Regions from separate parts of the Sus scrofa genome. Here region 2 is linked to region 1. The links are chromatin contacts, called in public HiChIP or PLAC-seq maps. All regions are on one chromosome and are shown on one strand. Each heading gives the region's core, a stretch centred on a gene start, on an enhancer-like site or on the middle of the called end of the contact. The rest is flanking DNA. Distances are from core to core; before and after follow the strand shown.

What was found. HiChIP or PLAC-seq counts read pairs in DNA pulled down with a chosen protein or histone mark.
Region 2: an H3K27ac HiChIP or PLAC-seq map of alveolar macrophages shows a contact between it and region 1. The contact joins two enhancer-like sites. A contact is called at or near these places in 3 of 47 Hi-C or Micro-C datasets (embryonic fibroblasts, liver and mesenchymal stem cells) and 1 of 2 datasets of contacts at active chromatin or transcription factors (alveolar macrophages).

Annotation. Positions count from the first base shown.
Region 1 is chr13:202,378,383-202,382,077 of Sscrofa11.1, forward strand. No RefSeq gene overlaps it. Among named protein-coding and RNA genes, the nearest start is that of ETS2, 84 kb to the right of the region's middle. Within about 2 kb of position 1,984, at least 17 of the 83 cell types and tissues checked have an H3K27ac peak or open chromatin away from gene starts, as enhancers often do. A contact at or near this core is called in alveolar macrophages and liver, where this site is marked.
Region 2 is chr13:202,625,876-202,629,596 of Sscrofa11.1, forward strand. No RefSeq gene overlaps it. Among named protein-coding and RNA genes, the nearest start is that of PSMG1, 150 kb to the right of the region's middle. Within about 2 kb of position 2,171, at least 14 of the 83 cell types and tissues checked have an H3K27ac peak or open chromatin away from gene starts, as enhancers often do. A contact at or near this core is called in alveolar macrophages and liver, where this site is marked.

The DNA of each region.
Region 1 (3,695 bases), core at 734-3,233:
CACCATGTTTCGACACTCCCGTGTCTAATACATTGTGTTCTGAAAGGTTTTTAAAAATGCTCGTTACTTCACTAACAGGATAAAACAGCTCTATAGTCAAGAGATAATTCCAAATAATAAAGGTAGAAATAAGTTGTTTTAAATGTTTTTTGATATTTGGGGAAAAAACCCAAGTATCCAACAACAGGGAAATGGTTCATAGTACGGGGCACGGAATGCTTACCAATAATTTAAATAATAAAAATAAGTCCTGGTGACATGTTAAGTGAAACAAAGCCATGAGCATTTTCATAAACAGCACACCCCCAAATAGGTTATAAAATGGATAGGGAAGGATCAAAGCAAAATGTTATTTACCTGGTTCTGGGAGTGGTGGAAAATGGGTGACTGTATTTTCTTCATCAGACTTTTCCAAACTTGTCAAATTTTCACCAGGTTAACTGAGCATTTACTTTGTGCTAAGGACATCTCTAAATATTTAATGTGTATTCATTCATTTACTCTCACAAAAGCCATTTTACTTAGGTGGACTATTGTTCCCATTTTACAGACGGAAAGAAAGGAAGCAAGAGTGAGACTAAATAAACTGCTTGTGGCTACACTCCTACTACATAGGGGAGCCAGGATCTAAAGCCAGCTCCTGACGCCAGAGGGCCTTAACCATCACACTACATGGCCTCTTCATGCATACATCACTTTAAAATCAGTGGAGGAAAAAAATCATTTTAAAAGAATTTACACGGATGGCCAAAAAGTCGGTGAAGAGATGCTCAATATTGCCAATCACTGGAGAAATGCACATCAAAAATACAGTGAGGGGTCACATCATGCCATCATCAAAAAGCCTACAAACAATAAATGCCGGAGAGGATGTGGGGAAAAAGGAACACACTTACACTATTGGTGGGAATGTAAGTTGGTACCACCACCATGAAAAACAGTATGGATGTTCCTCAGAAAACTAAATATAAAAGTACCATATAATCTAGCAATCCTACTTCGAAAGAAGTTCGATCCCTGGCCTCACTCAGTGGGTTAAGGATCTGGTGTTGCTGTGACCTGTGGTGTAGGTCGCAGATGAGGCTCAGATCTGGTGTTGCTGTGGCTGGGGTGGAGGCCAGCAGCTGCAGCTCTGATTCAATCCCTAGTCTGGGAACCTCCATGTGCCACAGATGCGGCCCTAAAACGCAAAAAAAAAAAAAAAAAGGATTGCTGGTTCAAAACCCCGGCATTATGGGAGGCAGCAGCTTGCAATGCCGAAGGCCATTCACCCCGTCAATTGACATTCCAATATTGCATTCAACAAATACTTACTGGATATCTTTCATTGTGCCAACTGCATTTCTAAGATTTAAAGCATTCAGCAAATCCTTTTTGAAATGCCAGGGGTTTGAGGTTAAAAAAAAAAAAAAAAAGGAGCCACAGATGTTTGCATGTCAGGAAACAGAACATCAGGGATCTGTTAAACCATCCAACGTCAACTCTGGACAAACCTTCCTTTCAAACAAATAAATATAAAGACTTCTCCTTGAAAGTGTGTTGGTAGACGATGAAAAAGGTGGGTGGTGATGGGAGGGCTTGGATGGTGATGGGAGGTGGAACCCAGCAACTGAACTTATGAGAGATTCTGGGAAAGCTTTATTCATCAACGCGCCAGTCGTAACCCTCAAATAAGCGCATCATTCAAGCGGTGAACTTTGGAGAATTAAAACTGTGAGACTCTGAAAGCAGGACACACCCTCGTTGGCTCAACCTGATATAAAACCATGCCCTCCTGCCTTTCCCCTTTCTGTTTGCCTGTTTGCTTAATCATATTACTCTGACCTTCCTACAATTGCATAATAGAGTGATTTCTCAAAGGAAACCATTGAAGTTCATTCCATTTGCATCAATCAAAGCTTTCCTCCCCTTAAAACTAACTTCCCTCTAGCCTTTCAAATTAAACCAAGGGATGGCTTTTGCCTCCCCGTCTCTGAGGGAATATGAAAGTGGAACCACTTCATGTCTGTGTAAGCAGTCTGCACAGAGGGCTCTGTCCAGGAAGCTGCAGCTCTATTGTAAAATATTCCAGTTCTGCGGATCAAAAGTGGTTGCGGCGAGTCGTGAAGTCTCTGCTTCTTTGTTTTTAAGATGTAACATTAAACCTGATGTGATGCCACAGGTTTGAGCACAATTTGTGTCCAAGAAAGGGTTTTAGGAGCTCCTGGTGCGGCTCAGCAGGTTAAGAACCCGACATGGTGTCTGGGGAGGATGTGGGTTCGATCCCTGGTCTCTCTCAGTGGGTTAAGGATCCGGCATTGCCGTGAGCTGTGGTGTAGGCTGGCAGCTGTAGCTCTGATTCAATCCCTAGCCCAGGAACTTCCATATGCCTCAAGTGAGGCCCTAAAAATAAATATATAAATTAAAAAAAGAAAGGTTTTAGCAGAAGTGCCTAGATCCCCAAGAAACAAAGAGTGATTGATGTGCCCCCTGGGATTTGAAATTTCAAGGCTCAAGGAAGCTCATGGTGAGAGACCCTTCTCTTCTCAAGCCTTTAATTCCACACTTGAAAAAAAAAGAGATGGAACCAGAGTTTCCCAAGGCTCTTCCTGGTTTGCACATGTGGCTCTAGAACAATGAAATGCCGGGGACAGTGGAAGACCTTCCTTCTTTCCACCCTGCTGGACGGTACTTGACACTCTGGATGCCTCTGCTCAGGGCTCTTCTTGATCATCCTTGGGCCAAGGATGCCTTCCCTGAGGAGTGGGACTCTAAGTCTCCAGCCATCCGTAGCTCTGCTCCTCCCCTTGGGTTTCTCAGTATCCTCTTAGAGCCAGGGCAACCAGAGAAAGAATCTAATATTAATCCACACATGTAAAGAGTATTGGGAATGAATGAACAACTATTTCATAATCACCTAATGCATACCAACCCTTTCGTCCTTCCAGGAACCAGATGAAAGCCAATCAGCCAAATATTTCATTGCCCTCTTGTGTGGCTGGCACTGTGAAGACTGACTCTCCAGTGGGGACAGAACAGACGGAGCCCTGCTCCCAGGGAGGTGACTCTCTGAAGCAGGGAACAAGTAGGAAACAAAAGGGCATGCAGATTCACAGATTACTCCATAGTCTCATGGTTCCAGGGAGGAAGGGGAAGGGCTCTGAGGAACTGGACGCCTTAAGGGAGGACGGTAAAGAAGACAGCTGAGGGAATGAAGGCATCCCCTGGGGGGATAAGGGTGCAGGGCCAAAGGCCCAGAGAACCTGGTTGGTGAGTCCGAGAAGGGAAAGGTCAGTGGGGAGGAAGCTTAGGGGACGGAACACAAGGTGATGTCATCCCTAGACCGGAAGGGCCAGTTCCTGCAGGGCCTTGAATGATGGGCAGCAAGTGTGGGTTTTATTCTGAGTGCAAAGATCAGCCTTATGCAAACAAGTCTAGTGCAGCTTCCACCTACAAATATGCAGGCTCTCAGGGCCGGGCACACCCTCCTCCCTCGACAGAGAAGCGCTCCCGGCACCACTTCCGGTATCTTCCACTGCGTGTATTTCAGTCACATATGGGACTTGTTCATTATGTCTTATCTTCCACTGTAGCACAGAAAGGTTTGGCCTCTGCAATAAAAAATCAAGAGTCCAGTCGCTTGAGGGAAGGAGGAGGAAGAGGAAACAGGGTAGCTTTCCCAGCTGCCCTACCTCATTTATGCAAAAAGCCACTGT
Region 2 (3,721 bases), core at 921-3,420, 250 kb after region 1:
ATTTTTTTTCATTCTGGAATGTTCTCACACAATTGGTTCTCACCTCTAGCCCTGGGCTCCAGGACGGGATTTCAAGCTCCAACCATTTTCCCAGCACTGCCTGTTTTTGTTTTTTGAGAATGTACCTACCTCCGCATTCTCTTATTCAATGTCTACCTCTTCATCTTTTTTTTTTTTTTTTTTTTTTTTTTTTTTTTGGCTTTTTCCCCATGCTAGCTAGGGGTCAAATTGGAGCTGCAGCTGCCAGCCACAGCCACAGCCACAGCCATGAAGGATCCAAGCCGCATCTGCGACCCACACCACGGCTCATGGCAACGCCAGATCCTTAACCCACTGAGCAAGGCCAGGGATGGAACCCTCATCCTCATGGATGCTAGTCAGGTTCCTAACCCACTGAGCCACAACAGGAACTCCTCCAGAGCAGATGTTCTGATCAGGATGCCAGATGCTCACCCAGCGGGCTCTGGCAGCCACTGAAGGGAAGAGGGATCCCCTGTGTCCCCCAACAGAGGATTCTCTCTGGGGAGAATGTAAGGGGATCTCATATCGGTTCCAGGGGCTTTCCTGGGAGCTGCTCTATAGACAGACTCCCTGGGCCTCCCCCGCAACCCCTCCCGGCCTTGGGTAGAGGCGGGGCCGCACCCCGTGGTCCACGTGGAAACCCACCTCTCCAGGGAGCTGTCCCTGCCCACTCCCCCAGCCTCGGTTCCAGGCGACGCAAACCATGCCCTTGATAAGATGGACCCCACAGGGCTTAGAACAAATCCACCCGCAGAACTGGCTCACCCGCAGGAAGGGGTACCCACGGCGCGGCTCCCCTGGAGAGGCCCCTCAAAACGTTCTGGGAACACCTGTCCTGGGAACTGCCTTCAGAGCTGGGTTGATGAGCCAGGGCTACTGCAACCACATTGCGTGCGCACACAGACTCACACACACGCTTACAACCGCACACACTCATGTACACGCCATCACCCAAGCTCACTCGCACACACACCGCCATCCTTCCTAGTGGCGCCTCCCCTTCTACCCCATCCCCCTTGGCCTAGAACCTGCCCGCGGAAGACGAGGGCCCTCCGCGCAGGCGCGTGGGGATGGAGGCTGCTTCAAAGGGCTCAGCCATCAGGCGACGGTGTAGCGGGTCCTCCAGCCCCGCATCACCCAGAGCCGTAGCGGGAAGCGGGATGGGCAGTGGGGAGGCGAGCTGGGCAGCTTCGTGGCGCAGGTTAACCTATCAAACGAAAGGATCAGGTGTTGCTTTGAGATCGTGACAGCTGCTCCATCGTCACCTGCCCTGGCCTCGTTTACCAGCCTGGGAGCCAGGATGACCTTCGACCCCAGCCTCGACCCCAGAGTCACACAGTAGATAACCTCGGAGGACAAGAAAGGGCGGGGCTTTTGTGCCATGAGTTGCAGAAAGAGACAAGATGTCACTCCTTTGGAGAGTTTCCCATGCGGCAAAGCGTGTGCGCTCCATTCCTGAGCGTGTTTTAAAACTCAGAGAAGCAAATATTTTTAAATGAAAGAGCCATTATATTAGAGGGCTGGATTTGAAGTTTTGTCATGTATTTCCCTAGTGCAGCTATGGGTTCACACTTTGAAAATATGTTTGGAGTTCCCGCTGTGTCCAGTGGGTTAAGAATCCAACTGTAGTGGCTTGGGTCACTACAGAGGTGCAGGTTTGATCCCCAGCCTGGCGCAGTGGGTAAAGGATTCAGCATGGGTCACAGCTGTGGCTCAGATTTAATCTCTGGCCCGGGAACTTCCACATGCTGCAGACACAGCTAAAAACAAACAAACAAACAAACAAAACCTTTATTTTAATGAAAGGAGAAATATCAGAACTTTTTCTCTGATCTTTCAAGTGGGCGCTGGTTTGCATTGTGTCTCCACAGCAGGGACTGGGGCTCCAATTCCTGCATCTCTTGACACATAGTCACCAGGCAGCCCAGGAAGCCAGTTTCAAGGGGCCAGGGGAGCTGGGTCACCATGCCCAGCTTTCTGTGGAAACCAAACTTCCAATGCAATTACTCATGTCCAGAGATGTGCACTTCCTGTTGCCCATGGATGGATGCCACCAGCCTCCACAGAGATCTTGTGAGCGGTCACCATTGTGCCAACAAAGGAGAAGTGAGCGTTACGCCCAGTGTGGTTTTTGCTTTCCTGGAAAGCTCGCTTCGTATCCCCTTAAGCCTCAGTCATCCCATAACATTAGTAAGCAGTTTTGCTCAGACTGCGTCAGGATTCTGAGCCGCTAGAGTCCGGCAAATGTCATGGAGTGTCTCATTCTCCTGGAAGGAACTGTCCACCTCTCTGAGTTAGGGTGGCCTGATCGGAACCCTTTCCTTTCTCGCTCAGCATCTGGAGGTGTTCTGCTCATTCTCCGACTCTGTCCGTCAGTGAATGACGTAGACTCAGAATCCAGCCACGTCCTGTTTCCTTCCAACATGTATCGTCAGCTGCTTCCTTCTGCAGGGCCCCTGGTCCCTCTCAGGGTGACCGGACCCCATTTTTGGAGACTAACCAGTTTTCTAAACCCACCTTTACTCTCTCATCTGGACTCTCCAGGGCCCTTTTTTTGTGAACACACATACACACACACACACACACACACACGCACACCCTGTTAAGAGGAACTTTTTACCCGCTGGTAGGAGCCTATTGTGTTTTATCGAACCTTCGAGATAACAAAGGTTCCTGGATCTAAATCTTCCTACAGACGTTAGCAAAAGAGCCATCAAATGGGAGTCAGACAACTGAGGTTCCACGTATTGATGCACTGATGCAGCAGCTGGAGGCAATTCACCTCCATTCTTGATTTACAAAAACAAACAAACAGGATACGAATTCCCGGTGTGGCTCAGTGGGTTAAGAACCTGACATAGTGGCCCTGAGGACGCAGGTTCAATCCCTGGCCTCCCTCAGTGGGTTAAGGACCCAGCATTGCCACAAGCTGTGGTGTAGGTCACAGATGTGGCTTGGCTCCCATGTTGCTGTGGCTGTAGTGTAAGCCACAGCTGCAGCTCCGATTTGACCCCTAGCCCAGGAAGTTCCATATGTTGATGGTGGGGCCTTAAAAAGAAAAAAAAAAAAAAAATCCACAGACTAGAGAGTTCCCTGGTGGTCCAGTGGTTAGGACTCAGCACTTTCTCTGCTGAGGCCTGGGTTCAATCCCAGGGCTGGGAATTGAGAACCCACATCCAGCCGCTGCATGCCACAGCCAAAAAAAAACAAAAGAAAATAAAGTAATATAAAATAGAACTTTAAAAAATCAAAAATACAGAAGGGAAAATACCCGTGATCCACCACCTGCATTTTGCTGAAAAGTCCTCCTGTGTTGAGGGTTTGACTGTTTTTCTTTCATGTGCCTAAGGGGAAGCGGCCTTATCATGAGAGAGCTTACCCAATGGAAACTCCACTCCCAGGAGTGTTATGGGGACAAATAATTGCCCACGGAGGGCTGTGGGCTGCAGGGGACAGGAGCTCGGTAAGTATAGTGCAAGCAGCGAGATTGCTAACGCGGCAGCATGATGCCTCTCTAACTACTGGGTGACTTGGGGACCAACATCCAAACAAAGATAATAACAAGGTGAAGGGCAAGGAACACGCGCCCTGGACCTGTTCCTATCACGTCCCCTGTGCGGCTTCTTGATTTCTCACCAGCTGACCTCAGGATGCTCTTGAAAAAGCTTCTCAGCTTTTCCCTGCCTGTCTTCTATCACCT